Regions from separate parts of the Mus musculus genome. Here regions 1, 3 and 4 are each linked to region 2. Evidence: chromatin contacts called from public HiChIP or PLAC-seq and promoter capture Hi-C data. All regions are on one chromosome and are shown on one strand. The core of a region is the stretch at or near the end of the contact, and the rest is flanking DNA. Distances in the headings are between cores, read along the strand shown. Region 1 has its middle 15 kb from the start of Gm33199. Region 2 holds the start of Fendrr (Foxf1 adjacent non-coding developmental regulatory RNA). Region 3 holds the start of 1700018B08Rik (RIKEN cDNA 1700018B08 gene). Region 4 holds the start of Irf8 (interferon regulatory factor 8).

Evidence for each region. Promoter capture Hi-C pulls out the DNA fragments that hold promoters and counts their contacts. HiChIP or PLAC-seq counts read pairs in DNA pulled down with a chosen protein or histone mark.
Region 1: a contact with region 2 is called in an H3K4me3 HiChIP or PLAC-seq map of fetal liver, with 7 times the contacts expected there. The contact joins the enhancer-like site here to the promoter of Fendrr in region 2. A contact is called at or near these places in 8 of 39 promoter capture datasets (the C10 cell line, the HPC-7 cell line, embryonic stem cells and 4 more), 4 of 15 datasets of contacts at CTCF or cohesin (the NIH/3T3 cell line, embryonic stem cells, large pre-B cells and 1 more), 95 of 484 Hi-C or Micro-C datasets (the 63-12 cell line, B cells, the C2C12 cell line and 60 more), 23 of 115 datasets of contacts at active chromatin or transcription factors (Th17 cells, acute myeloid leukemia, bone marrow-derived dendritic cells and 17 more) and 4 of 9 other capture datasets (adipose tissue, embryonic trunk, liver and 1 more).
Region 3: a contact with region 2 is called in an H3K4me3 HiChIP or PLAC-seq map of neural tube, with 7 times the contacts expected there. The contact joins the promoter of 1700018B08Rik here to the promoter of Fendrr in region 2. A contact is called at or near these places in 6 of 39 promoter capture datasets (cranial neural crest, embryonic stem cells, frontonasal cranial neural crest and 2 more), 1 of 484 Hi-C or Micro-C datasets (nephron progenitors), 8 of 115 datasets of contacts at active chromatin or transcription factors (craniofacial prominence, embryonic basal ganglia, embryonic forebrain and 3 more) and 1 of 9 other capture datasets (liver).
Region 4: a promoter capture Hi-C map of embryonic stem cells shows a contact between it and region 2, with 4 times the contacts expected there. The contact joins the promoter of Irf8 here to the promoter of Fendrr in region 2. A contact is called at or near these places in 18 of 39 promoter capture datasets (3T3-L1-derived adipocytes, the HPC-7 cell line, the SN4741 cell line and 11 more), 1 of 15 datasets of contacts at CTCF or cohesin (large pre-B cells), 7 of 484 Hi-C or Micro-C datasets (cardiomyocytes, cortical neurons, embryonic stem cells and 2 more), 10 of 115 datasets of contacts at active chromatin or transcription factors (astrocytes, embryonic forebrain, embryonic hindbrain and 5 more) and 2 of 9 other capture datasets (adipose tissue and embryonic stem cells).

Annotation. Positions count from the first base shown.
Region 1 is chr8:120,798,629-120,805,775 of GRCm38.p6, forward strand. No RefSeq gene overlaps it. Among named protein-coding and RNA genes, the nearest start is that of Gm33199, 15 kb to the left of the region's middle. Within about 2 kb of position 2,068, at least 16 of the 459 cell types and tissues checked have an H3K27ac peak or open chromatin away from gene starts, as enhancers often do. A contact at or near this core is called in the 63-12 cell line, B cells, CD8 T cells and 3 more, where this site is marked.
Region 2 is chr8:121,078,742-121,086,407 of GRCm38.p6, forward strand. It overlaps Fendrr (Foxf1 adjacent non-coding developmental regulatory RNA), which reads right to left and starts at 4,369. Exons shown (of 6, transcript NR_045471.2): 1 at 4,233-4,369. Foxf1 (forkhead box F1) reads left to right here and starts at 5,645. Exons shown (of 2, transcript NM_010426.2): 1 at 5,645-6,633. The coding sequence starts at 5,658.
Region 3 is chr8:121,542,616-121,550,349 of GRCm38.p6, forward strand. It overlaps 1700018B08Rik (RIKEN cDNA 1700018B08 gene), which reads right to left and starts at 1,713. Exons shown (of 9, transcript NM_001382232.1): 1 at 1,676-1,713; 2 at 1,389-1,541. The coding sequence starts at 1,422. 1700030M09Rik (RIKEN cDNA 1700030M09 gene) reads left to right here and starts at 1,773. Exons shown (of 3, transcript NR_045903.1): 1 at 1,773-2,107; 2 at 2,652-2,742; 3 at 4,500-5,037. Fbxo31 (F-box protein 31) reads right to left here. Exons shown (of 9, transcript NM_133765.4): 9 at 6,828-7,734.
Region 4 is chr8:120,732,783-120,739,468 of GRCm38.p6, forward strand. It overlaps Irf8 (interferon regulatory factor 8), which reads left to right and starts at 3,576. Exons shown (of 9, transcript NM_008320.4): 1 at 3,576-3,627.

The sequences.
Region 1 (7,147 bases), core at 818-3,317, 280 kb before region 2:
AGGCCCGAGACCATGTGTGTGAGGCCTTCCATGAGTGCAGCTGGCACGAAAACAGGAATTACGGTGAGGGGTCCAGGTGTGTTACCATAACCAGCTCTAGAAAAGGGTGGGGTGGCACATATCTTGTGCCTATAGACCTCGCCGTTGAGGGCAGAGTGTGATGTCTAGTCTGGGTAGCCAACCTGACCACATCTGGAATCATCTAGAATTCAAAAATGGAGGGCACACCAGCGAGGGTTTTTCCCTTTTTGGTTAATTTGAAGTAGGAAGATCCACTTCTAATCCAGACCTTGGGGAAGGGCCATAGTTTCTGCTGGAAGCCTGAACGAGAACTCGGGAGAAGGAAGAGTTTGCTCTTTGCCTACTCACTTGCACCTTGTTAGGACGCCCACACTTTCTCTGGCATCAGAGCCCACTTCTCTAGGATTCTGGTGTATAGTGAAGGCCACGAAGACATTCGGCCTCACAGACTGAGCAAGCCACTCAGAGGTCCCCAACGCCCCTCCCCCAACAGCACTGCCTCTGCATCAGCTCCTGCCTCTAGGTTCCTGCCCTGCTTGATGTCCTTCGATGATGAACTGTGATGTGCAAACATAAACTAAACAAACCCTTTCCTACCCAAGTTGCTTTGGTCATGGTGTTACATCACAGCACTGAGACAGGAGGATGCCATCCTGGGCTACACCACTCTTTGTCCTATCTGACCTCCTTTGATTGGTCCTGAAACCCACTGCTAAGGAGCAGGGCTCCCTTGACAAATGTAAAGTCATTATACATCACACACACTGGGCACTAGCAACTCTGCTTCACAGAAAAGAGGGTTTGTGCTTCCCACAAGATCCGCATACAACGGCTCATAGCTGCTTAGCCTGGCAGCAGTCACCGAACTCCAGAAACAACACAGATGTCCATCAAAAAGACACTATGTCCCACTGTGCAGTCGCATGAGGGAATACTATGCAGTCAGGAAAGGGCAATAGCAGCTAAACATGTGGGCTCCACCCAGATCATGCCTGGCTGTCTGGATGTTTGTGCAGATGCTCTGGGAGGCAGGCAGCAGGCAGGGTGTGGCATGCCAGAGGTGTGCTGGGGAAGTCGAGTCCCTGAATGAACACAGCATTGACAAGCAGCCTTGGCAAGGATGCTCTGGGCATCATTATGTAATCTGTATGGAGAAGATGGAGCCATTCCCATCACATCATCCCCATACCCCCATCATCACCCCATCATCACCATCACTTCTATACCACCATCATCCCCATCATCCCCATTACCAACATCATCACCATCATCACCATCACCCCCATCATCACCATCACCACCACCACCACACTCTGGGCTTCTGAGAACACTGACACCCCAGGGAGTTCACTGCCCCATCTGTTTCCTTCCTCTCGCCTCTCACCTCACCCCCAGAGCAAGGCTGTGCCTTCTCAGAGCTCCAGCACCAGCCACCACCCTGGTCTGACCCTAGCTTGAGAGTGTCTTTCCTCAGCCACCAAAGGTCAAAGGCTGATGGAACACCTTCAGCTGCAATTGGTAGAGGCTAGCCCACCTGAAACGAGCCTCCAGAGGGTCTCCAGCTCATAGCGTGGGACATTCCAAGACGGGGCGGGCGTGCTGGGGTCTTAAAATGCAGCAACAGCATGTGTATCTCTTCTACGGACCACTGAGAAAGCGGGCCCCAGCTCTAAGCCTCACCTACAGGCACAAGATTGGTTTGTATGTCACAAACTTGAGAGACAGCAGAGCTTGTGAGTCATATGACAGCCTTCCATTGCCTCGTGCTGAAGACAGACTCAGGTCTAACAATGCTAATGTACAGTGCAGAGGCTGAGGTCTGGGCTCAAATGCCTCTGGGGTGTAACTGCTGTGCCTTCCGGATGAGAACCCTGGGTCACGGAGACTGAGCGCTCCGTGGGGGCACAGTGGATGGTAGCATAGAGCTAGAACCCGGGTGTGTGCTCCCTCCCTCCCCCACTGAACCCCTCTTCTACCTTCAGCTGACCCGTCCTCCCCCCAACCTGAACGAGGGTCTTCTAGGTCTCGGTCGCCGGGGCTCTGGCTCCATCTAGTGAGCAGAGACGGAATTACCAGCATGGCCTCAGACTGCACTGTCGGAGTGAACCCAGCAAACAACCTCAGTGTGTCTAAAATGCCGATGCCAAGGTCCTGCCACAACTATCTTGCTTCAGATGCTCTGACGCGCCATCTGCAAATACACGTCTTAACCTCCAAGGTGGTGGCGCGGTTCTCAGGCCACGGCGGCTCCCCGCAGGTTCCAGTGAGAGAAAGAGCAGTGGATGGGTTAGGGTCTGAAGATTTGTGCTCTTGTGTGACCATGGGCTGGTCTCTCTCCTTTCCTGAGACTCTGTGCTCTCATTTGCACTATTGATGGGTTAGACTAGAAAGTGGGCAGATCCTGGGGACTTGGGAAGGAATGGAACGTAACCAGCTAGTCACCTCCAAACTAGAAGGGACAGGGCTTACAGCGACAAGGCTCACGTAGATGGGAGTTGGAAGCTGCCTGATGTCAAAGGCATTCGTAGGAGTGCGATCCAGCTATGACGCCACAGGCCATGGCCAGTGTGCCCACCAGCTGAGCTCAGAGCAAATGACCACCAAGCTGCGTGTACCCTGTGGGTCTCCTGTGCCAAGTTTCACGCCAGGTGGAGCCAAGTTGGTGCTGCCTGGGAAGAGAGGGGGTGACCTATGGATTGCTTGCAAAGAGAAGCTCCCACGACAGTCCCCCTGGCCACTACCCCACGCTGCAGCCCTGCTTCCTTCTGGCAGCTCAAGGGGTCAGATCTGAGTCACAGGAAGATTGACAAATGGGTGGGCTCCTTGCTGTGGGTTTGGGTGGGAAGGTAGAGGTGGAGGCAAGAGGCTGCTGTGGGCTGAGGTGAGCAAGAGATGGGCTTTCTCATTGGGCACCTTCAGGCTGCCTCTGGGCTCTGCCTTGGTTTCCTTGGTAGCCAGCTGTTGTCAGCAGTGAGAGAAGACAGTGCCAGACCAGGAGTCTCCGGAAACCCCAGTCCTCGCAGCTGGATCCCGAGACTCTATCATGAATCATTTGGCCATTTTGCAGGCGCTTTGCTTCAGATTCTCTTGGAACCTTCCAGGTGTGTATAGGTCTTTCATCTGAGAGGCTCAACCTTGTCTTCCCATCAGAGACTCCTGAGGCAACAGTTTGAAGTGAGGGCTCTGTCTCTTACTGCCCTCGTTGGCACACAGGCCTGGGTGGGCTCTGATCACCTTTCGGGGCAGCAGGAGGGTCCTGTCTGCCTGTGCTACCTAGGGTCTCCTGATGGAGAGAGATAAGCATCTTTCTTTAGAAAGACAGGTCACCATTTGGCCCAGGCGGGACTGCCTGAGTCCTGCTGAGGCTGCCTGGGGTGGGGCTGGGGGCTCATTCATCAGCTGCTGCTTTGACCGGGTAAGGGTCACATATCCTGGGGTTTGGATGGAGGAGGGGACTTTATGGCTCCACTTCCCCCTCAGTCCTCTCAGTGACTCTTAGAGGCCTTATCCATCTGGAAGGGAAAAGGAAAGGACCCTGCCCCTCCAACCTTACAGGCAGCACACAAGATTCTCACTTAACTGTAGGCATTTGGGGGTTCATACTAGCACCTTCCTTTTCACAGGAGAAGACTGAGGCTCAGTGAGTGTGAGTGACTTGTCTGAGGGTAAACAACCAGAAAACAAAGCAGCATCAGATAGACCTGTCCTAGATGTGGAACGGGAGACTGAGCCTGAATTCACAGGAGCCTCCAGGCAGGCTTTCAGATTTCAAACGCCTTGCAGTGCTGCGGCCTCAGATGCCCTCCACCCACTAGCATTCACACAATTGAGGGACCAAGACCTTCAGCCTCAGAGGGTCCTTGACACCCAGCGGTGGCTCTGCAGAACATCTTCTGTGTGTAACTTGTCAGGATAGTGGATTGCTTCCTGGCTCCTGATGTTACTGTGCTCATAAAAAGAGAAAGAACTATAAGAATATGTTCTGGTGGGGTGTGGGGGAAGGGGGTGCCTTGGCTGGCCCATGCCAAGGCATCTCTTCCTCCTGAGGGACCAGGCACATGGTGGTATAATATAGAATAGACTTTATTCAGGCATGGGGAGGGGAGTTAAGAGGGTAGTAGAGGCAGAGAGAGAGAGAGAGAGAGAGAGAGAGAGAGAGAGAGAGAGAGTAGAGAAGTAGAGGCTGGCTGTGGTCAAGTGGGGAGAGGGGGAAGGTGAGTGGGGAGAGAGGGAGAGCAAGGGGCAAGAGGCAAGGAAGAGAAACAGGAGTAAGAGAGTAAGAGGAGGGGGCAAGTGGCCCCTTTTATAGGGCCAGGCCTACTTGGCTGCTGCCAGGTAACCGTGGGGTGAAGTCCAGACAGAATACCAATAGACATGAGGTGTGATGAACGTTTTCTTTGCTAGTTTGGAGTTTGCTGAAGTCTGTTGGGCCTGGAGTGCTTCTGTCTTGGCGAAGGTCCTGGGGAACTGGAGGTGGGAGCGTCAGGCTGCTGGGGGGACAGACTGCTCCACAGACTGACATACACAGTGGTGGATGAACAATGGCGGGCTGTTTCCTGGGTAGTGTCTCCATTTTTCCTGGGGAGAGGATTTCTATTCATGACTGTAGGCTCACCTGTTTCTTTTCCCAGTGTCATCCATTTTGGCTTTGTGTATTTTGATGTTACAGTTGGGTGCTTGCCGCAGACCCTCTGGGTCCCTTTGTCTGCGTGGAACGAGTCTCTGGGTGCAGATGGGCAAGAAGTTGGCGGGAATGACAGACAGATGCACACAGGAGGTTGTGTAGAATCTGAATGTATTTTTTCAGGTCGAGCATCAAACTTTTTATACAGCAGAATAGCAAGAAACCAGACAAGATACAATCCACCGCAATACAAAAGGAATGTATACATCAAAAGAAGGCGGGGACCAGGCCACTGCCACTAAGAAGGGAGCCAGGTGTAAAGCTAGTCTATTGTTAAGCCCACCACCAGGGGTTCTGCACTAGTAGACCTTTTCATGAATACTGCAATACCACAACCCCCCTATTTCCTGGGTCTTCAGAAGAATTCATCAACTTGCTTCTAATATGAAGCTTGCTATACCTGGCTGTAGAGAAGATCCCTGTCTCAGTGGGATTCCCTAGCTCCATTATGGTATTCCCTTGTTTGGGTGAGATTTGCTACTGTCCTTAGTAAATACTTTGCAGACCAGCTCTGAGCTGCTGGCTCTGTCTTTTGTAATGGTTAATTAGTTACTGAATAGGTAACTTCCTTACTGCATTCCTGCTGGATTCCAAGCTCGGCTTTTGGAACCTTGGAACACTGGTGAAGGCTCTGGCTATGTCAGAATTCAATCTTAAAAGGCACTTATAATAAGATAATACTAAAAGAGAGCACGTGGATCCATACACCAGACTAATGTGGGGATAGGGTATGAGTATACGGGTTAATGAGAACGCCAAAGCTCCAGGAGGTGAGTTTCCATGAAACTCTTTGCCTCGTGAGTGCTTCTAGGCTTCTCAGCCTGTCAAGCAGGCTTCACTGGAGTGTGTGGCAGGTGCTCACACATTGAGGACTGCAAGGTCTTTCTGGAAAGGCACCTCTGACCATGGGACATTCTGACTCTGGCCGTTCACTTTGCTTGAAGTCCACCTTGCTGGGGCACAGAGCACCTTCTCTCAGATGGGAAACTCACTTCACCCCAAGTCATTTTCACTGTGTCTGGGTTGTTGTGACTCCTTCTACTGACCATCTCCATGGTGGAGTCTCAGGCCCTGGGGCCCAAGGCTCCGTTGACTCCTTCAGGGCCCCATGACATCCCCTTGTGGCTGGTTTAAGATTTGGGGAGTGCACAGGTTGTGCTTGGGCAGGAAGTGGAGAAAGTGTGGGTAGGGTTGGGGCTCTGCCTTATAGGGAGTCAGCAGTGTGGTCCCCAGGCTATGGGCAGTGCCATGGCCTAAAGCGAAAGCCTGAGAACCCCGAGGCTCTCAAAGGAGAGGATTGGAGGGCCATGGCTCCCCTTCCATTCCCTGGCAGCGCCCTACTCTCCAGGGATCCTTGCTGGGAAAGCTGTCAATGTGACCACTAGGATGAAAAGAGCCCCACCCACAGACTGGAGAATCCCAAAGGTCTTTAGAGGCAACCCAGGAGAGGCAGAAGGCATGAGAGATACCACAGACCGGGCTGTCCATAGAACTCCAGCTACCACAGTCTGGGTTTCCTGGACCAGTGGCTCTGCTGGGGTTAAAGATTTGGCCTTAGTCCCAGCCTGTCTCCCACCCCCACTGCCTCCTCTTGACCTCATCCCAAGCTGCCTAGGGAAGCCAGGGTTTCAGAGGTGTGAGTGTGAGAATTCGCCAGGGCTCTGCTTCCTGTGTGTGGGATGCGTGTGCAAATATATGTGCACCCTGTGTGGGCCCTATTCTCTTCTGCTTAGCTGGGAGCCCCCTCAGACTTCTTTGGATTCCTTGTCATGATTTGTTGTTTTGGCTCTGAGCCTCCAAAGACTCCCTTGTTGGAGGTCTTCTGTCCAGTGAGTGGGACTTTGGTGATATGATTGGATGGGGGGGGGGGTTACTGACGTCATTGTGGGTCAACCCACAATAGAGGGGGCAGGACATGGTGGCCCTTGAAGGGGATAACTTGACCCTGTAGCTTGCTCTCTCTCCCCCTTCCTGGGCTCCACAAGATTATGAATTTCCCACGATGACACCTCAGCACCAGCCCACAGCAAGGTGGCCAGGTGAAAATGGAGAGGGGATCAAGGGGAAGACATCTGGCTTGGAGACAAGGTTACTTCTCGTTCTAAGCTGACATTCTCAGGTATTCAGTCCCAGGCTCTGTGCTGCGGCACCCACAGGTGCTCTACCTGTATCCCCTCTCCTCCCTCTCCAGCCCTCATGGACCCAAGGAAGAGGGCAGAGAGTGACCAAGCCTGATGTGTGCTCACTGTGCAGGGACGACTGGCATGGAGGAGCCAAAGTCCCCAGAGACCGTCTTAGAAACAAGAATCATCCTTTACAGGTGGCCCTATGACTGCTTGGAATCAAGATGGTATTTCTAAGCCTGCAACAAAGTTGCGGCTGGTGGGATACAGGGCTAGGTGTCCTTAAAGACTGCGGTGCACACATGAGCCCTTAGCCTCT
Region 2 (7,666 bases), core at 3,119-5,618:
ACGAGGCTGCTCGCTGCAGCCACCCGGGTACTGAGCCCTGCACACCAGCAGGCTGCTGGCTACAAATTGCTGATTTTCAAGAAACAAACCTGAACTGGTTTCCGGGGGGCCGTTTCAGCTCATGGCTGCAGCCTCTCTGGATGACTCGAATCGCTTCCCCTCGGGGTGTTCCTGATGACTGTGTGCGTGCTGTGTGGGCTCTGTCTTACTGGATCTCTCCTAAACATGAACAACATAAAAATAAAAATAACTGGCCCTTGACACATAATACGCGTTGTGTTTTCCTGGTGGCTTGTTTTCGAAGCTCACGCTGCTTCCTCTCCACTTCAGTCCTGATTTCTCTGGGATCCCCCTCCCCAAACTCCTCCTGTATCCTCACCTCTCTGTGGTGATGAGCATCTCCCTGCTCCCCAGAAATTCTCTCTGGTGGCTCAGTCTCTTTCTGGCTCTGACACACACACACACACACACACACACACACCCTTCTCTCTATCTAAGTACAATTGCTCAGGCAGCTAGAATTAAAATGTTTGCAGATAGTTTGGGGTGTCTGAAGTGGGGGGAGAAAGCTGCCCAGGAACCTACCCATCCTGGAGTAGCAGGATCCGGGAACTGCTCCGGACTGTCTCTTTGGGAAGAGCTGTAAATTCCGGGACTGTAGTACCATCAAATATTTCACTGAAGGACGTCATGGAAAATGACGCTTTGGGATATAAGGGCCACTGGGAAGAAGCAAGTTCAGGCTTCTTTGGCACTGAGTGCTGACCCTCTTATTTACTTGTTTAGACAGCGTCCCGGAGCCCAGGCCACCCTTAAACTCAATGTGTAGCTCAGAAGGGCCTTGAATTTCTGATCCTCCTGTCTCTACTTCCCAAGCGACAGGATTACAGGCTTGTAACAAGCCTGATTTATCTGGTTCTGGTGTGGAACCCAGGGCTCTGTGCACGCTTGACAAGTGACTTTTTTGGTTTTTGTTTGGAAGATTTTGTTTTGTACACCTGTTGTTTGTTTGGGTTTTTGCCAATTGTGCCACATCCACAGCACAATTTATTAGTTTATTTTTTTAACTAAATTATTAACCTGTTCTGGGTTAAGTGGCTGTCTGTCGGAGATACAGGTTTTAGATGCTGACAGTGACCGTCCCTCTGCTCCCCTCACCTCCTTTCACTGACAGCAAGTCCCCCCCCCCACTTTGGCTAAGCAGAACACCCAGCCCTTCCTTACTTTAAAGTGCACCCCAATACAAGTAGCTGCCTCAAGCCTTGTTTCAAGGGTACCCCATCCTACACCCCTGACAGAAACCCGCCCACAGCGCTCTCAAGGCCGCCGTTTTTCCTGAGGCCTGTAGAGTTACGCTCTTCTACCTTCTGGGCACATATTTAGAACACTTCAGAACATTCCGCCTGTAACACACAGTCCTGTCCACATTCCTCCACTGTGCATAAAGCAGTCCCGCTCTGCAGGTAATTACACCTCACAATCCCGCGTTGCTCGTGCATATACAGGGCGTGTCCTTCACGTTTGTTTGCTTTTTAATCTGGGGGACAGGGATCTCAGATATCCAAGGCTGGCCCTGAATTTGCTAAACTCAAGGATGACCTTGAACTTCAGCTCCTCCCGACTCCACCTCGGGAATGCTGGGATTACCGATCACCTCACCTTTCTGTACACACGTTAGTTGGGCAATCTACCAACCAGGCCGGTGGATAGACTGAAGGAGAGTCCTGCCCAGTTAGAATCTTCAAACACTGATTGCACATGAAGCCACCACACCAGCCCCAGGTCCTCCAGGGCTTAAGGCATGGTATTCGTTTGCTATCCATTCACCCCTCTACATCTCCCTCGCTCTACAGTTCCCTTGGCAGTCCGTGGTGCCTGTCCCACCGTGCACTTTGCCCACAGTTACCTCATCGGGCAAGTGGCACTCTGAATTCTGGTACCCAAAGGCTGAATTGTCCGTATCACGTTCCCTCCCCTCTCCATCCCTGCACTTCGGCGCGTCCCCCGCGCTCCCTCTGGATGTCGGGGATGCGCAGTCTCGCGTGGGGTCGGCCCTTGCTAACCTGCAGCAGGGCGGCCGGCCTCGCTGTGGGTGGTCGGCGGCGCCCGCGGCCGGACGGCCGAAGCAGGATCTGGTTCCGCGCTCGGGTTTCGCCGGGCGCGCTTTCGGCCGGCGGCTTCACTTAAGCAATTAACCAGCGCAGATACCTGGGGCCCCGGAGTGGGGGGCGTCCTCCCCGAAATGCGGGCATTCCTGGAGCCAGTGCTAAGCGCAGGGATTTGATTTGAGATGCGGAGGGAGTCTTGTGGATTTTCAGCTGAGAGCAGGTATCACCCTATGGATCCAGGGCCCTGCCTCCCTGAGGCTGCTCCCCCGGGGGACTTTTGTGTGACATTCGTCCCAGCTCACTGCTGCCACAACCGTAAGAAGTGGGTGCTTTAGTTGGAGCCGCGTTTAAAGGGAGAAACTTGGCTCCATACAAAATGGTCTAGGCTGGGACCATCCAGACTTGTGAGTGATCCTACACTGAAATATGGGGGGGGGGGGGGGAAGCGGTCCCCGCGGCCTCTTAGGAGGGAGGCATGATGACCCTGCTCCTGAAGTCAGTCTCATCCTAGTTACACAAAATGACCAAGAGCTTGGCTTCCTCCCACCCCCTCCCGCCCCAGTTTCAGTTGACACTTTATAAAAGCATCGGTTGGAGATAGTTTATGGGGCCAGGAGACTCGTCCAGCAAGGGAAGCCACTGATAGAGCCCTATGACTGAACCTCCGTTTCTCCTCTTTAAAAATGTGGGATTCAGAGAGATCTCAAAGTGTCTGCGAGCTGTTTCGAGACACATAGGCAACTCCCCCCAACCCTCATTGCTTTATAACTGTAGAGGGTCATCCAAGCTATAGGCTTTCAGGGTTCCTACCCTCTTGGGTACCCACTTCCATCTCTCTCCTCAGTGGAAAGTGGGAATTCGGGCTGAGCCTCAGGCAACTGGGCTCCCCTGACCCTCCCCCTCACAGGCAGCCTTAGGAGGTAGGCCTGAAGACTGAAGGGCAAATGAAACTTCAGTTTCCTCCCCTGAAAAGGAAATTTCTCTACAAAATACCCTAAAGAGCCTCTGACAGCGGTCTGTGGGAGTTCGGGAAGGGGGGCAGATCTGGAGGTCACCTATGGGCACACATCCTTTAACTGGAAAAGAGCTTCACGTCCCCTCGATTTGGAGGCACCCTTGATCTGAGGTCAGAGGCAAGGCTGGACTGGGGCAGCATGCAAAATACAGCCTGTGCCGGCTCGGAAAATGGGCGCCTTCCTCAGCTCACTTCTCGCTAAAGGCCAGCTATGTAGCGCCCTTCTGAGAACTTCCCTCCCTGAGGTACAGCCCAGAGTCCTCAGGTCTGCAATTGCCAGTGTAAGAGGAAAAAAAAAAAAAACAAACCGTAAATAAAAAGAAAATAATGGAGAGGAAAAGAAAGGAGAAAGGGGGGGAGAAGAAAACTTGGGGGTGTGGGAATGTGTGGCCTGGGGTGGAAGGGTGCGCTCTGGCCTACAAGGCCCATTCTTGTGATCCTGTGGCTCTGTGTGGGCGAAGGCACAGTCCAGCAGCGTGCAGGCTACATGTGGTGCGCCCTTCCAGGGTGGGGCCCCTTAACTGTACTTAAGTCCCGTGAGAAGGCAGACGCCAGTCTGTGGATGGTGCTGAGGGGTGCTGTCTAGGCCGACTGTGTGGCGCAGAAGCCGGCTTGCTAGAGCGTCTATGTGCACGAACACATAACCACACATAAGCGTCCACCTCCCTTCTTCCTCCCTTTTAATTTAGTTGGACCACAGAGTTCTAAAGTCTGTCCTGGAGAAAGGAACGGGATGGCGACTCTCGCCTCCTGCGAACCCGGTTCTGCCAAAGGAGGCAGCTACAGAGCAACAACCTAAGTCAGTAAGCCCCCAGACCCTCGCACAGATGTGCCAGGCGCCTCGAAGACGACAAGGCGCCTACCACCAAAGCTGAAGGCGTGGGGGTGGGGAGAAGATGGGGAACCGAGAATCCAAAGAAACTTGAGGCCAGCGGGCTTTGAAGGAGACCCGCAGACATCTCTTCTTGCAACTCGCGCCAGGGCGCAGCCGCCTAGCTCCAAGGTCCCTCGCACCAACTCCTGTAAAGGTCCCCTTCGTCACCCGCCCTGCCACTAGGGCTTCCCGCGCGCGCGCGCGCGTGTCTGGGCTGCGGAAGGCCCACACTCACCTGGTTTCGAGCGCGCAAGTCCACCTGGGATCGTGAATCGTCCTGCGCCCCGCATCATCTCTCCAAGGCCGCGACCCCGCAGCCAGGGCCGCTCCCTGACGCGCTCCCCGCCTGCGCCACCCGCTTTCCGGAACCCGGCCTGGCGCGCAGCGTCGGAGGCCCCGCGGCGGCGGCAGGCCGAGCCCATAGGGGCATCAGGCCAACTCCCCCCGCGCCCGCGGGCTTCTCTACTCTTATTATTAAAGGATCCCCCGGAACGTGTTTACGTTGAGCCTTGTAAACTTCCTGCCCCGGACTTTGCCATCTCTCAGGAAATCAGAACCTGCGCTTGTAAAAGGGGACACGGGGCCGCGGGGCCAACTAAGCGGATTTCAGAGTTAAGCGTGGGGGGAGGGGGCTCCGAGGAGACTTTGCTCTGTGAATTCAGATCTGAGAGTGGCAGCTTCCCGGGGGACCCTGGGGAACGTGAGTGGGGAGCGCACTGGTGCAAGCCTGCGCGTCTAAGTTGGTGATTAGAGGATTCGCTTGGGGGCATCGTTGTGTGTGCGCTCCGGGCGCGTGTTAATGCACGCGTGTGCGCGCTTTCATGAATGAGTGCACGAAGCCGCCTGCTAGGGAACCTGTGCGGTTCGTGGCACTGCACGACCTGAAGCCACTCTCCGGGTCCCGCTTGCAGCGCTTGGAGACAAAGCGCCCGCTAAGCCGCCTGCGGTTTCGTTTTCCGCCCGCCCGCGCTCGGCTGGGGCAGTGGCTGCAGCGCGGTTGGGCGAGTCCGAGGAGCGCCGGGCGCCGGCGCAGCGCTTCCCAGGGCGGGGAGTGAGGGGAGGCGGTCCCTCTCGGGAACTTACGCCGTCCTGCCCCGGGGGCCGGGAACCCAATCGCTCTCTCTGCCCGCGCTGGTCACGACCCAAGGCCTCCGCCACCGCCGCAGCCCAGCGCGCCGGGAAGACCGGAGTCCCGGGCGCGTGTCCAGCCCGGTCATCCGGGCCTAGGAGGCGGGGACCGGCACACCGGGTCCAGGTCGGCAGAGGCGGGGCAGGCTTCGCAGTCCGGGGAGCGGGGGTGGAGGGGGGCTGGGGACGCGTGGGGAGGGACCTGGGGGGCTTGAGCCCACTGAATAGCTACGGGGGATCGGACACTGCAGGCTGCGGGGGCGCAAAGGCGTGCACCGGCGGGGGGGGGGAGTAGGCGGGGGGGGCGGTGCCGGGCCCCCTGATGCGCGTGGCCTCCCGCAGGGAGGAGGAGGAGAATAGCGCGCCTGGGGAGGGCGGGCTTGCGGGGGAGGCGCGCTCGGGAGCCGCAGTGACGGCAGAGGTGCAGCCGCCCCGCGCAGCCCCCTCCCCTCCCTCCCCTCCTGCTCCTCCTCCTCCTCCCGGCTCGGCAGCGCAGAGCAGCGGCGGCAGCGGCGGCGGCAGCAGCCACCCGATGTCCGCGCCCGACAAGCAGCAGCCGCCGCACGGCGGGGGCACAGGAGGAGGCGGCGGCGCGGGCGGCCAGGCCATGGACCCCGCGGCGGCGGGCCCCACCAAGGCCAAGAAGACCAACGCCGGCGTGCGGCGGCCGGAGAAGCCGCCCTACTCGTACATCGCGCTCATCGTCATGGCTATCCAGAGCTCGCCCAGCAAGCGCCTGACCCTCAGCGAGATCTACCAGTTTCTTCAGGCGCGCTTCCCCTTCTTCCGCGGCGCCTACCAGGGCTGGAAGAACTCCGTGCGCCACAACCTGTCGCTCAACGAGTGCTTCATCAAACTGCCCAAGGGCCTCGGGCGACCCGGCAAGGGCCACTACTGGACCATCGATCCGGCTAGCGAGTTTATGTTCGAGGAGGGCTCGTTCCGCCGGCGGCCGCGCGGCTTCCGAAGGAAATGCCAGGCGCTCAAGCCTGTGTACAGCATGGTGAACGGGCTGGGCTTCAACCACCTCCCCGACACCTACGGCTTCCAGGGCTCCGGAGGCCTCTCGTGCGCGCCCAACAGCCTGGCGCTGGAGGGCGGCTTGGGCATGATGAATGGCCATTTGGCTGGCAACGTGGACGGCATGGCTTTGCCCAGCCACTCGGTGCCACACCTGCCCTCCAACGGCGGCCACTCGTACATGGGTGGCTGCGGTGGCTCTGCGGCCGGGGAGTACCCGCACCACGACAGCTCGGTGCCCGCTTCACCGCTGCTGCCGGCCGGCGCCGGCGGAGTCATGGAGCCGCACGCCGTTTACTCCAGCTCTGCAGCAGCCTGGCCGCCCGCGGCCTCCGCGGCTCTCAACAGCGGGGCCTCCTACATCAAGCAACAGCCTCTGTCCCCTTGCAACCCAGCCGCCAACCCCCTGTCTGGCAGCATCTCCACGCACTCCCTGGAGCAGCCATACCTTCACCAAAACAGTCACAACGGGCCGGCAGAACTGCAAGGTGAGTGCAGGGGGCTCCAACCCCAGACCCAAGCCATGACAGCCACTGTGAACCGATCTTGCTTCTAGAGCATTAGCCCCAATTCTTTGGGTACCAACTGCTCTCTCTCTCTAAGGAGAGTTTTGATGTCCCCAGTTTAGACTGGTCGAGTTTCGTTTCTTGTTTCTCTTTTCTGGCTGCCCCTAGCCTGACCAGGTAGGCCCCATTCACACCAAAAAGACTCAGACCCCAGGCTCTCTTAAGTCCAGGGAACATCTGGGTTCCTTCGCCTCTAGCAAAGGCCCTGTGTATCTAGCCAGCGGCCTAGCCCTGGCCAACAAACCCACCTTTCTGATACTTCCCATGCAAAGAATCTGTGTCAGGCAAGAACGGAAAAGTTAGGCCCAAAGCAAGAGTTAGGCCCAAAGAGGCCTGGACCAAACACTGAGAGGCCCAGCCCAGGCCCTTCAGGAAACCTGGTTTGGTGAGTCCAGGGGCATTTTGTGCAGACTTAAGCTGGGTCCTGTGTGGTGGCCAGGCCTGGAGTTGGGGGTCAGAGTCATAAGCCCCAATGCTCTTTGTCTTTCAGGATCCAGGTTTCAAGGCCCCTCAGAGCCCACCCCAGACTCCCCCACTGAAAAAGAAGATAGCTTTCAGCCTCCAAGCCTAGTTCTGGAAGGAAAAGTCGGTAGAGGGATAGCCATAAATAAGCTGTCAGGGCCACCCCAGGGAGGCAGACCAGAGGAGAGAGGTGGTTAGCTGTTGGTCCACCTCTCCACAGGGTCACCCCACACACACACATATACACACACCTTATGCCTGTCCTTAAGGGGACTCTTCAGCTGCCTGAACCTTGATGTGGGCTTTGAATTCTGTTGACCCTGCATTGGGCTTCTGGCTCCACCAGGGTGGAAATGGCAACTGCAGAAATCTCAGCGTTCCAGGCTCTGGGGCATGAGGCCATGACGGACGGACGGGCCGCCTCCTAGGCCTTCCCCTTCCGCATCAAAGAAGCCCTCTGCCAGGCAAGGAGTCCAGACTGGAGAGGCCCAAG
Region 3 (7,734 bases), core at 463-2,962, 460 kb after region 2:
CTGAGTTCGATCCCGGGACCCACATAGTGGAAGGCGAGTACTCCCTTACATCTCAACTGCCTGTTCCGAAACAGCCCACAGCTGTTACGGGAGAAAATCCAGTCATACTTCAGGCAGGGGTTAAAATCCACAATTTACATAGAACTGCCAAAGTTAAATACCGAGGGAACAAAGCTGCCACCTGGACTGGTGAAGGGAACAGACTTTGGCTCCCTCCAGGGGCTGCCCTTAGCAGAGGATGGGGGGTGTGGATACCTGCCCCTGCCTCCGTGCTGCCATGGCAACCACTCCAGAGCACATCCCTAAAACCACCCCATGACTCTGGGGTCCGCCCCTTGGCCGACCTTCTCATCTGTTTCCTGAGTCCCTGTGACGACTTTGGATTCCTGTCTTGGGGGTCTGCCCCTAGAGGATCTCAAGTTCTTCCCAGCACCCCGCGGACAGTCAACACCCACCAAAGGGGTCCTTCCCCTCCCCCACAGTCCCTCGGCTTCGCGCCACAGACCGACAGTCCACAGCTGGCAACAGCCCAGAGACCTGGTGGGCTGGGGCAGGCACTGTGGTAGCGGCTGGTGCAGCGGGGTGCCGGGCCCCTGCTAGTAAACAACAAGAAACAACTCAGCAAAAAGAAACACCCGTGGATACAGAGAAAGAAGAATGGCTGCCATAGCCATTCTAGAAAGCACAGCAAGCCCACAGCTGAGGTGTCGAAGCTGCAGGAAAGAGGATCCCAGCTATTCAGGAGGCTGAGCCTGGAGCCTGAAGACCATTTGAGAGCATGACGGATGTCAAGACTTCCAGGCCAGCCTAGACTACTGAGGAACCCTGACTCAAAATGCAAAAATAAAATAAAATAAAACAAGATGAAAAAATAAGGGTCTGGAGAGATGGCTCAGGGGTTAAGAGCACTGCCTGCTCTTCCAGACGTCCTGAGTTCAATTCCCAGCAACCACTTGGTGGCTCACAGCCATCTGTCATGCGATCTGACGCCCTCTTCTGGTGGGTCTGAAGACATCGACAGTATACTCATATACATAAATCTTTTTAAAATTATATAAAATAAAAATCAGGCAGGCAGGGGCAGTATATGCCTTTAGTCCCAATACTCAGAGAGGCAGAAGCAGGTGGATCTCTTAGAGTTGGAGGCCAGCCTGGTTCCAGGATAGACCAGACTACATATATTCCCTCCTCCTGCGGACACTTCCCAGGTCTGTCAGGCTGGACGTTGGAGGGTTCTAAGACAAGGTCACCCCAGCACCTCCGACTAGAGTCAGTTACATGTCTTGTCTCGTGCCCTTGCTACAGGGCTCTTAGCGTCTTGCCCTACTGTGGTATTGTGAGCTTCCCGGGGGTTGACACTCTGTCAGCTCAGCCAGCTTGGCCATTACCTTTTCCTCCTGGGGTCGCTGGTATCATGGCCATCCCTTTGTTCCCTGTCTCCAGTGGTGACACGTCCCAGTTCTTTCAGTGGTTGTGACTGGTCTTTCTTCACTCTGCCCTCCAGTGTGCTGTGGGACACAGCATCACCACCATCATCCTCACTATCATCAGAGCGGGAAAGGGAAGAGGCCCACACGGGTTCTAATAACTTGCTACTCCCCAGACGCCTGTCAGCCTGCTCCCCATGGTCCTAGGGCTCCCTTGAAGTGTGTGGGAGAGGCAGCCACCTACTTGCCTGTGCACCGTCTGTGTCCCCCACAACCATGGTACTCCGTGGAAGCCAGCCTTCCAATGGAACTATGGAATGCTGGGAACAGAGGCTCCACAGTGATGACGGGGACAAGCCATTCCTCTCAGGCAGCCCTTGTCCCCCTCCTGGCTCCAGAAGGGCAGCATAGGCCCAGAAGCTGCAGGCGTGGACAGAAACGAGGTCTCCCGGGCTCCGGGTGCGGAAGGCTCAGTGGAAACTTTCTGAGTGGTTGTCTTCAAAAGGCCCACCTAGCACAGGACTCCAGAGAATGCTTCGTTGAGCCCGGAGCAGCTGTCCAGACCTGGTGTCCAGAGTGATCCAGCAGCTCCACGCAGCAAGCTCCAGAGATCAGCCACAGACTGGTGCCCCCCCACCCCAGGCAGCAATCGGCTGCATCATGGCCTCACTGGGGCACAGGCAAGTGGAGTCAGACCCAACCCCCAGCTGTTCTCTCAGCTCTGCCCCACATCTGACCCTCTCTAGCTCCTCATCCACACCTAGACAGCCAGGAAACTATATCTGCAGGCCTCACTGCAGCTATCTTAGCAACCTGGAGGCCATTCTTAGCAAGGCAATCCAGGTATATCCTCAGCCCCTTCGGGGGCTTCTGTGACGCTCAGGGAGCCACAATCCTTATCACGGCTCCTGGGGCAGTAGATAACGCTGAAGAGCCACACACGAGAGACTCCATCCAACTCTACAGCTCAGCCTCCTTCCCCGACGGTGCTCCTTGCTGCTCCACGGTGCCATGTGCTCCCTCTATGAAGCCTCCTGTCCCCTCAGCCCGAAATGTTCTGCCTGTCACCAGCCATTCTCCGCAGAACGGCAGGGCTATGCCTAGCTCCAGCCAGCCACTAGCCCATGTGGACTCCTCCCCAGTCTCCAGCCCAGGTGTTCCCTACTCAGGTGGCTCCTTGTGTCCTTTCTCCTTCCCACACTTCTCCACTGGCATCTTCTACAGGGACAGTGCAGAGACCTTGAACAAACATCCCGTCGTACATGGCCACCATCCCAGTGTGCATACAGAAAGAGGCCACCCTGGCCATTAAGAGGTGGGCACCACTGTGGCCTGTAAGGAGGGATGGCGGGGACAGTGAGGAGCTTCGAGGACATGCTCCTTCCTGTGCGGGAGGGAAAGCAAGATGGTGCAGCCACTGTCAGATCGAAGCAGGGTTGGTTTTTGTTGTTGTTGAAGTATTTCTGTGTATGTGTGTTTGCCTGAATATATGTTAGTGTGGCACATCCACACGGCACCCACAGTGCCAGAAGAAGGCACAGAAGCCCCTGGAACTGGAGTTATAAGATGGCTGTGAGCTGTCATATGGATTCTGGATACAAAACCCAAGTCCTCTGCAAGAGCAGGTAGTGCTCATAACCAGTGAGTCATCTCTCCAGCCCTGGGCAGGTTCTGGAGGCTGTGACTCCCCCCCCCCCCCACAGTGCCTCGCTGTACTCTGAAGACCCTACCCACACAAACGATATGCCAGGGTGTGTAGAGCTATTCACAGGATGCCCAACTGCAAATAACCCAAGATCTCATAGCAGGAGAAGCTTGAGGTACACCCACCCCCAGAATACTAGTCAGCCAGTGAGCCGTGCAGGAGTGTGACTGACAGGTGCTGCGGGACGGGGGAACCCCGACACGGGCAGTTACATAGACTCAGCAGGGAAACGACCGCCATGGGACAGACGGCTGTAAGTGAGAAGCCCAAGTCTGCAGGATAAATCACATAGACAGTTAACAGTGTGTACTGTTAGATTCGAGTAGGATGTGCAGGTGTGGTGGGACCAGCTCGTTGTGATTCCAAGACCTGAGAGTCTGAAGTGACAGGAGCAGGAGCTTCAAGCCAGACTCATCTAGTTAGAGAGACTTGGTCTCTCTCTCGTGTGTGTGTGTGTGTGTAAGTGTATGAGTATTGTGATGTGTATATATGATGTGTGAGTGTGATGTATATATGATGTGTAATATGTGTGATATGTGTGTGTGATGTGTGTGTGATATGCGTGTATGATATGTGTGTGATACATGTATGTGTGTATAAGTGTGTGATGTGTGTGTATGAGTGTGTGATGTGTGTGTGATGTATGTGAGTGTATATTCCCTATGGAAACAGTTGAAAAAAGCCTTAAAGGGGCAGTAATGGAAGCAAGTCGAGAAATGGAATGAGCTCCCTACTGTTTGCACAGACGCAAACAGTTTAGAGAAAGGTGACATCATTCTGTCCCCACTGTGGGGCTTAAGTGTCCCTCAACTCAAAAAAAAAAAAAAAAAAAGAAAAGAAAAGAAAAGAAAAGAAAAAAAAGTCCCATGCAGTCACTGGAGACAATACCTCCAGCATCTTGCCCAGCCTCTGCAATGTCCTGGGTTCAGTCCCCAGTACAGCCTGTAAATAAAACCATTTCTACCGGGGCAGAAGTGGTTACACACAGCCAAACTTGAAAGGCAGTGGTAGCCGGGCACAGTGGTGCACACCTTTGATCCCAGCACTCGGGAGGCAGAGGCAGGCGGATTTCTGAGTTCGAGGCCAGCCTGGTCTATAGAGTGAGTTCCAGGACAGCCAGGGCTACACAGAGAAACCCTGTCTCAAAAAACCAAAAAAAAAAACAAAAATCAAAACTTGCTTGGACAGACTCATCTTTTTCTAAATGTCTCTAGCACTAAGGATGGGGCTGCATGGAGGCCTCTCCCCTGGCCAGAGCCCCTTCCAGGGAACTTCTAAGAGCCCACTACTTGGAGGATTGCGACAAACACACCAGGTTACCAGGCAGGAGGTGACAGCTAAGCCACATGTTGCACCTTCCTTTCCAGATCAAGGTGAAGCAGGATAAGGAAGAGATCTTCCCCAGTGGAAGAGGATGGAGAAGACCCTCACGGTGTAGCGGCTTCCCCAGAGGTTCCCACACCGCCTTGTGCCCCAGTGGGCTTTGAAGCCACAAGAGTCCTCTTTGCTAAGGTATTGTGGACTGCAGTAACCCGGAGCGCCCACTAGAGGTCACACCACAACCTCTTTAAAAGGAATGGTCAGATTGACAGACGGTGCCTGTAGATGGGAGAGCTAACGTAGGAGGTAGACTACATCAGTGCCAGATCATGACCCCTCCATGAGCCCCCATCTGTAATGCCAGCTCCCCCATGTGTAATCTCAGTTCCAGAAAGCATCCACCCCTGCCCTCACAGCTGGCTGGCTGCTGTTTCCCACAGGATGAGAAAAGGCTGGAAAGGAAAGGGAAAGTCTGGCGAAACCACCTGATATTTGCTTTAAAGTATTTCAGGTCTGGAGCTGGACCTCAGAGGTAGGCACCTGCCTGGTGTCACCCCCACCCCTGTGAAAATGAAACTGTCTCAGAGACCTGTGTGGAGACATACCAGTCCATCACTAGTCGCACCGCACCTTCCCATCTGGACCCCAATTTCTCATTCTGACAGGAGGCCACTGCACCTCAGATATGTCTGAAGCAGGGTGCCACCCTGGGGGAGGGCAGAAGCCCAATGGTGGCCACAAAGCAGGAGCGGGCGTTAACTGCATGCTTTTTAAGTTTCATAGGTTGCATATCTGTGTGTGTGTGTGTTGTGTATGCATAGCTATACACATCTGTGAAGTCCTGAGGTTGACACTGAGTGTCCTCAATTGCTCTCCACTTTTTTTTTTTTTTCGAGACAGAATTTCTCTGTGTAGCCCTGGCTGTCCTGGAACTCACTCTGTAGACCGGGCTGGCCTCGAACTCAGAAACCTGCCTGCCTCTGCCTCCCGAGTGCTGGGATTAAAGGCGTGTGCCACCACGCCCGGCTTCACTCTCCACTTTTAAAAAAAAAAAAATTTTTTTTTAAAGGCTATTTTAAAAATGTGTGTCACAGGGCTGGTAAGATGGCTCAGCGGTTAAGAGCACAAACTATTCTTCTGAAGGTCCTGAGTTCAAATTCCAGCAACCACATTATGGCTCACAACCATCTGTAACAAGATCTGACGCCCTCTTCCAGAGTGTCTGAGGACAGCTACAGTGTACTCACATTAAATAAATAAATCTTTTTAAAAAATGTGTCACAACCAACCTGCGGTCAGTCAGACACCACCTTCGCTGAGTGGGTTCTTCCCCTCGCTGCACATGTGAGCTTCTGGCCGATTCTCCTGTCTTCACCTCACATCAGACCCATCAGATGGAATGCCTGGATCAGACTCAAACCATGGCATCTGGGTTTTGTTTTAATATGGACTCTAGGAACCAGAACCCAGGTCTCCTGGCTGCACAAGCTCCTTATCCACTGAGCACCTTCCTGACCCTCCACACTACTTAAGTTAGTGATTTTGTTGAGCCCACTCACTAGTCAGAGGGCCCCAGGAAGCAACCCTCCTGTTTCTGCCTCCCCAATCCTGGCATTCCCGGCACTTGGGTGTTGGAGTTTTGAACTCAAGACTTCCATGCTTGTAGAGCAAGAAGCTTAAGTGTGAAGTGACCAAATGGAGCTGTTTTGTTCTTATATTTTACATAAACATAATACTGCACCTCTTCCAGCATCCCATAGTGCAACAGTGATTCATAAACATTGCTCTGCCTGCCCATGCCCTCAAGGTAGCTGGGCTGGGGCCCTCTGGGCTTTGCTGAGACCAGACAGACATCTGAGTTCTCAAAGCTGCCATCTTCGCTGTGGATGCCTGACTGAACATGTACCCATTTCTGTCCTAGAACAGCACTATTGCCCTCCACCACACTGCCATTGTCCCTGGGGGGGGAAGGGCACTGGATGGGGACAAGGACACAAGCTCTAACAAATCACCCTGATCCTTCATCCTTATGTGGAAAAACCAAAGGATCTCTTTAGCTCATATAGGAGTTGGAGAGGTTAGCTCTGCAGCTAAGAGCCCAGCTGCTCTTACAAAACAGATCCAGGTCCCAGTCCCCATGTGGCAGCTCAAAGTTATCTGTAACTCCAGTGCCAGGGGACCTGATATCTTCACATCTTCTGAATTCTTCAGGCACTGGGCATATGTGTATGATGCACATGTGCAAGCAAAACACACACATAAAATGTTAGGTGAGTGTGTGTGTATTGTGTGTGCCTGTGAGATGCACGGTCCCAGCCACCCCTCCTGAGGCTCCCATCTCCACCTGAAGAACACCCGAGAAACAAGTCAACAACAAGGCTTCAAAAACAGGTTTACTGAGAACCGAAAGGAGAACCACACATCCTAGGCGAGTGACACAGGTGATATCAGGCACCAGGTACACAGCAGCTACTGTTTCAGGGTCCTTCCCTGACCCTAGGCAAAGCGGAGCTGACCTGAGAGCTTTTAAGAGCCACCCTCTGTCCAGAACCAGGTGTGTGTGTGTGTGTTGTGTGTGTGTCTGTGTGTGCTCCAGACAAACCCCATGCTCCAAACAGGCTCGGTGAGCACAAGAAACGGGCTGAGAACGCACATGCTAGCACTTTGTGCTGGTCTCTGTGCAAACACAGAGGACTCCACCACAGAAAAGCACCCGGCAGGTTCCTTCAGTGTCACGACCCACAGTGAAACCCTTCTTGGAAAGTGGGTCATGTGGGCCGGAGGTTGGTACAGGTCAGGCGCTTGATGTCCTCTGTGCCCCACTGTCTTGAGAAGACAGTCCCACACTAGGCGATGCAGGTGTCCTGAGGTTCGCAAAGTCCTGACAGCTGAGCAGGATGGGCCCTCTGCTCTAATGCCCATAGGTCCTGAAAGGTGAACGAACAATTATACCCTGGGCGGTATACTGTTCACAGCGAGCCTGGCAGAGAGCTGCTGAGGGCTGGGGGAGGCAGCCAGCAGCCGGGGAGGTGCCCCAGATGGCCAGATCAGCGTGTTCAGCTCCAGGTTCTTGGGGAAGGAAGGCGGTTAGCAGGCGAGTGCCTCATTGCTTGATGTGAAGAAGGCCTGGCTGGCGCAGCAGTTGGCCAGAAGCCACTGTCAAGTACCCACTCTATAGGTAGACATGCAGGGACAGGAAGTGTGCAGAGCTGACAGCCCAGAGCAGAGGGGCCCAGAGTCTAAACTCATGTTACAAGGAGCCAGACAGCTGATGTCAAAGGG
Region 4 (6,686 bases), core at 2,326-4,825, 350 kb before region 2:
GTGGTAGACCTGCATAGATGAGAAAGGCTTTGAAAAATGCAGGGTTTTTTTTGGGGGGGGGCACACATAGAGGGTAACATGCTCACTGGGGAGCAACCTCCCTACACAGGAAAGGGGTTGGCAAAGCTTGCTTCAGTAGGACACAGGGGACTTTGATCACGAACAAAGAGGAGTAAGTTGGACTACACACTCACATACATACACACATGCACATGAGTATACAGACATACACATATACACACATACACACATGCACGCACACATATACATACATATACACACACACATGCACACAGATTTAGAATAAATTTAAAAAAATTAAAGCATGAAATGTAATTTTTAAAAGATATCAGTGTGGCTGGAATCTGGGTTTTTTAAAATTAAGGTCCATGAAGGCCGGCATAGGAAAGAGGTCAGAAGCTGGATCTTGAGGAGAAGGAGGTGGTAGGAGAACAATGGCTCCCCAAAGATGTCCAAGTCAAAATCCACAGAACCAAGAATGATGTCAGGGACTGATACTCCTCATCTGACGTTGACTAGAGCAACGACTCTGGGTCATCCAGCTGAACCCAGTACAGCCACGAAACCCTTAGTGCAGTGGCCCTCAACCTTCCCAATGCTGTGGCCTTTTAACCCAGTTCCTCCTGCTGTGCTGACCCAGACCATGACATTATTTTGCTGCTACCTCATAACTGTAATTTTGCTACTGATATGGATCATAATGTAAATATCTGATATGCAGACGGTCTTAGGCAACTCTGTGAAAGGGGTCCCGACCTACAGGTTGAGAACCGCTGCCTTAGTGGACCAGGGAGGTTGTAGAGAAGAGCCAGGGACATGAATGCACATTTGCTGGCTTTGGAGATGAACGAGCTCACAAGCCAAGGATTTCCCTGGACATGGCCTCTCTGAGCACCGATTCTCCTCAGAAGGACCTGCTGACACAAGTGGGTGAGGAGTGCCTGTCTTTGTTCTAGTGGCCATACACAGTGAGTGGAGAGGAGGCAGTTTTTAGGTGACAGGAAGGTGTGTGTGTGTGTGTGTGTGTGAGAGAGAGAGAGAGAGAGAGAGAGAGAGAGAGAGAGAGAGAAAGGGGACAGGGACAGAGGGACAGGGACAGAGAGAGTGAGACAGGGACAGAGATTTGGTGACAGTACCCATAGCAAGGAACCTCAGAAAAAGCCTGGGTCACAGCAACAGCAGCCTGGTCTCTCTGGGTGGGGGTGTGCTCTCTGGGTGTCTTAGTCAGGGTCTCTATTCCTGCACAAAACATCATGGCCAAGAAGCAAGTTGGGGAGGAAAGGGTTTATTCAGCTTACACGTCCACATTGTTGCTTATCACCAAAGGAAGTCAGGATTGGAACTCAAGCAGGTCAGGAAGCAGGAGCTGATGCCGAGGCCACGGGGGGATGCTACTTACTGGCTTGCTTCCCCTGGCTTGCTCAGCCTGCTTTCATATAGAACCCAGGAGTACCAGCCCAGGGATGGCACCACCCACCATGGTCTGGGCCCTCCCACCCTTGATCACTAATTGAGAAAATGCCTTACAGCTGGATCTCATGGAGGCATTTCCTCAAGGGAGGCTCTTTTCTCTGTGATAACTCCAGGTTGTGTCAGGTTGTCCCAGAGAACCAGTCAGTACACTGGGTCTGGAGGACATGTTTAATTGCCTCCTCTGGAGAGGCTGGGAGGTGGTGATGGACTCTCTAGAACACTTCGGGGCCTCTTCTCCTTAGTTAAGCCCTGCACATGCCTCTTCTCTTATGCAGTGATGTGACCTAGCTCCACCCCCGACATATGACTTATGCCAGGAGATCCTACACTGAATCTCTCCTGAGTGGCTATCGCTGGCGTGTGGGAAATGTACACGTGGCTCACATGAGACACCACCTTCATAGCTTCACCCTCAAAGACCCCATCAATATTCAGCTGTGAGTCAGTGCCCATTGTAGGTGGCTTGGGTTCTCTTAGGTCCTGAGTGGAGCTATTTCAGACTTCTAGGAAAACAGTTAGAAAAAAATAGACCCCACTCACACCCCGATGTATATGGCTTCAGGACAGTTGTCAGGCAGGCTGGGCTGGTGTCTTCTAGTGTGTACAGAGACACCTGCTGCTAGGACCAGAAGCTAGGGCTGGTGTCCCTAATCTCTCTCTACCTTTAGCTAAGAGGCAGGCACACTGGGTGGACATTTGGGATCTGTTCTGTGCCTTTGATATTTGTAAGTAGGAAAATCTGCATACGCTTATAAGGTGCCTATTTGGGAAATGAAAGGGGTATAAATGCACACAGGAGTCTGTTGTAGTAATCTGAGCGTGTCTGACTTCTGGACTCTGCCCTTCACAGCAAACACTTATTAAAACACTCCCATATTACTATTAAAGAATTTGAGCTGGACTATGGTGGCACACACCTTTAATCCCAGCCCTTGGGAGGCAGAGGCTAGCAGATCTCTGTGAATTTGAGGCCAGCCTGGTCTAGTTCGGGGACAGCCAGGGCTACAGGGAAACCCTGTCTTGGAAAACAAACAATAAACCCAATAATAATAGTAATAAAACAAATGAGCTTTGAAAAGTAGTTTTCATTTGAAATTCCTTGGCTCCAGGGAACTCCACTTGGCTTTTGACTGTTGGATGGTATTTATCATTGAACTAATACCCGGTAATGTCTTAAGTGCCTTTCAGGTATACCACAATGCTCATCAGGATAAACTAGAGTTAGAAGGTTCTGTTTGGAAAATCCTTATTTGAATTCGTATTTATTTGAAACCTAGCCGTATACTTCTTGTATTTGTGGACCAATCAAAAATTCTTGTCGCGGCTCCAACGTTTTCCTAAGTATTTTAAAAGCCAGACGGGTGAGAGTCCTGTAAGCGTGGCCGCAGGTGTGTAATTGGGCAGCCTGCAACGAAAGTCCCTCTCGACCCTCACCTAAGGCTCCCCGCTCCCACATCCTACTCAGGTTGGGAACAGGCTCGACCGGGCTCCTGACATCACTGGGGGACACAAGGGAACCGATAATGCGTAGCCTTCCTGGGGGCATCCCAGCCTCAGCGCTCGCGACTCCCCTGGTTTCCCAGATTTCCTGCGCAATTTCAGGCGGTCATCCTCCATCCAGGAGGGCGCGCTGCAAGTGGCTGTCACCCAGCACGCAGCTCTGGGACTGGTCTTTGCTCTGAAACTCCAGCCTGAGCAGCTGACACTCAGGGTGCCCCTGGACACGTGCCCGGGACAGAGGCTCTCCAAACCTGAACGACACCCCGAGGATGATCCGTGCATCACCAGCCTCCTTGACCTTAGGCAGACGCCCCAGCCCCCCGGCCATTTTTGGGGCAGCCCCCTCCCCCGCCGCCCCCGGAGTAAAGAGAGAAAAGGACTCCACGGGGTCGGGGACGTGCAAAAGTGATTTCTCGGAAAGAGAGCGCTTCAGAGAAGGCGGATTTGGCAGGCTGCGCTGATTGGGCCGCGCCAGCGCCCCTCCCGCTCCTCAATTAGCTCGCGCGACCGTCGCTCTGCGCGCGGGACCCGCCTTCTCCCCCGCCCCATCTATAAAAGCAGGCGCGCGCGTACGGGCCTCCAGGAGCCCGCGGGCGGTCCCGGAGGCGCGGGCAGCGTGGGAACCGGCGGCAGGTAGGACGCGATGGGGTGGGCGCGGGGGCCGGGGCTGTGGCTCTCCCACCTTCGCCCAAACGGAGTGCACAGCACGTTAGCAGGTGCTTGCTCTGGCTGCTCTCCAAAAACAACAACAACAACCAACAACAACAACAACAACAAAACCCAACCAAATGAACAAACACCTCTCCCTTTAAAATCTGCCTGATGGCCAACTTCATAATGAAGAGAAATAGATCTGCCAATCACCGCGCGGCAGCCCGGCTTCCATGCATGAACTATCCAAAGCTCGCGACTGGGCTCGCCCAGGGACCGACTGGCTTTGATTCTGACTAGTGGCAATCTGATTGCCCAGTGGCGCTGGACTTCTCTGATTGTCCAGTGGCCCAGCTGGCCCCGGAAGGAAAGTCTTCCGTGTGGGTCCCACACAGCTCTCAAGACCAGATTTGCTGTGAGCTTGGCCCCAGGCTATAGGGGCAGACTTTTCCCCTGGTGAGAAAGATTACTTACCCACAGCCGGGAAGGGCGTTCAGGGGGTAGAAACTAATAGAAACCATTCACTAGAATCTTAAAATGGTAGATCACTGTTTTGTTTGTTTTTGTTTTGTTTCTGATACAGGGTATCACTCTGTAGCCCAGGCTCATTCCAATGAGCTCCCGGTTATCCGCCTACCTCTTCTGAGTGTTAGGATTTCAGGCGGAGCTTGGGGGGTGCCCAGGTGCTCAATGGCCCTGTTTTTTTCTTTTAAAGTCAAACGATAAGAGCAGTTTCGTGACAGTTCTAGGTTTGTCCCTTTAAGTTATGGCAGGCTCCTTCATGAAGAACTGGGACCGATTCAGTGTCCCTGAGGAAGCTTGGGGCCAGAAAGAGATGGGTCTGTGATGGATTTCCGTTCAGTGGTGGTCAGACTGTGGCCCAGGGCTGAATGAAAGGGATTACGGTGTGGTGTGAGCCCCGCCAAACATGGCTGGTGCAGATGTTGACAGCTGTGTTAGGCGAGCCTCTGTCCCCTGCCTTGTGAGAAGCCTGACCTAAGACACGTTGCTCTAGATGTAAGTTAGCTGTAGGCAGGATTGGGCCCACAGGGAATGCTGCCTCAAAATCAAGAAGAGGAAGCTAGAATCATGTGAGCGTGTTTATAAACCATTAATTGTCCATAGTTGTAAGAGAGTCAGGCTATGCCTGTCTAGGACCTCAGATTGGCCTCCAAGGCAATAGAGGAGATTGTCCAGGTGCTGAGAGCCGGACCCTGTCAGGTGTTCTTTCATCTGCAGAATGAATGAAAGAAAGCATCCCTTCTGTGTGTACTGTCACTGGCAGGGTGCTGGCAGTTTGTGCTGTGCCTGCCCAGGGGATGGTGGTCCCTCCCAGTCTCTCCCCCTTCCGAGTGTAGAAGAGGCTGGGTTAGAGAATTTTAACCTCCTAGCTTCCATGGTCTGCCATTCACCTTTCCTTTTAAACACCCCTTTTCTCTGTCACCCACCAAGACATCTGTCTTTCACAGTTCTGGGGTGTTGGGTACCCCAGGATCCCTGACAAGAAAGTGCCATTCCTGTTCTGGAAAAAACTCCAGCCATGCCAGGGAAGTCCCTTCAGATTTCAGGAGGCTCAGGGACCATGGGGGTATGGGTCACAAATCTATCTCCAGGAGCTGAGTTGAGGCTTTCAATGGACACATCCTCAGATACTCTGGACCCCTGACCCCAGCTCCCACCCCACCCTCATCCTTAGAGGCCACACAAGACACTACCAAACCAGGAGAGCCTCCTATCTCCTCTCCAGAACAAGCTGTTGGAGCCAGGACTCTACTTGGTTTTAGGGGTACCCAATGCCATTTCAGTTCTCTCCCTAGGTATTCCTTTCTGACTTGTCACTTATGAACTCAGTGGTCTTAGAATACTGGGTTTCTTGAGATAACCTTTCTTTCCTGCCTTTCTTGTGAGGGTCCTTAGACTTAGGAGCCAATGGCTTCCCAAGGTGAAGAGCCCCTGCTGAGGTCAGGGTTTCCCAGCCGTCTTGATGATTTGCTTGAGAGGTGCCTCAGGTGGCACCGCACTTGCCTAGCAGGCACAAGCTCTGGGTCCAGTCCTCAGCACGGGGGAAACGGAGGCAGAAAGAAAGATCAGGCGTCCAAGGCCATCTTCATCAAACTAGGGAGTTGGAGATCAGCCTGCGATACAAAACCCTGCCTCAAAAATAAAACTCAAAACTGACTGGAGTCTGACTCCGCTTTAGCCCTCGCTCCCTTCCAAGCCCACTGGTGGCAGTTAGGGCTGCTGTGTGGCTAAAACCAGCCCTGGAGAGACCTCATCTCCCTCCTCTCAGGCTGCTGCCGTCTTTCCTGGCCCCACTACCACCTGCAAGCGGCCTGGAGTTTCTGACCCTCAGGCCTCTTTCCAGCAATCCTGACTTTGTGGGACATGCTGGCTCTGGATGTGACTATGTTCTTGGGGATATCTTGACTTCTCACTGATGATAACTTCTTTTTTTTTTTTTTTTCCCTACCCCAAGAGGTCATTTTAGTTGGAAGACTAGAAGTGCTGTGTTCTGGTTTTCAGGGTGGGCGTCTGTCCAACTGCTTTGGGGATTTCCAGGCTGTTCTAGTAAATGCTGGCTGCAAGTCCCTGTGCACAAATGCCCTCTCTCCCCACGCTGTAGGAAAAGCAGACCCGAGAGTGTCCAAGTGTGCCATTAGGTGTCTGGGGATGGCGGGCCTGGATATGGAGTCCCTGAGCTGGCTTTGTACTGTCCCTTTGTTCTCACTGAGGGCTGATTGTAAGAGGGACTCCCTGTGTTGTTGGAGGAGTCCTCTAGGATACAGGCTCTGATTGCAGGTACTGTACACACAGCTCCCAGACCGAATCCTTAACACTCTAAGGTTTATTGGCTTCAAGGACACCCAGCCAGCACAGGACTCCAGCTCTAACTCCATCCCAGTGGGAACAGGACCCTATACTGTCTGATATTACTATTACTATCCTAGCTGGCAAAGGGCAACCTGCAAGCAGCCTTGAGGGTGTCCTCTTTCTCGGGTGGTGCTGGGATCAAACTCTGTGAGGAACACTGGCCCCTTGGG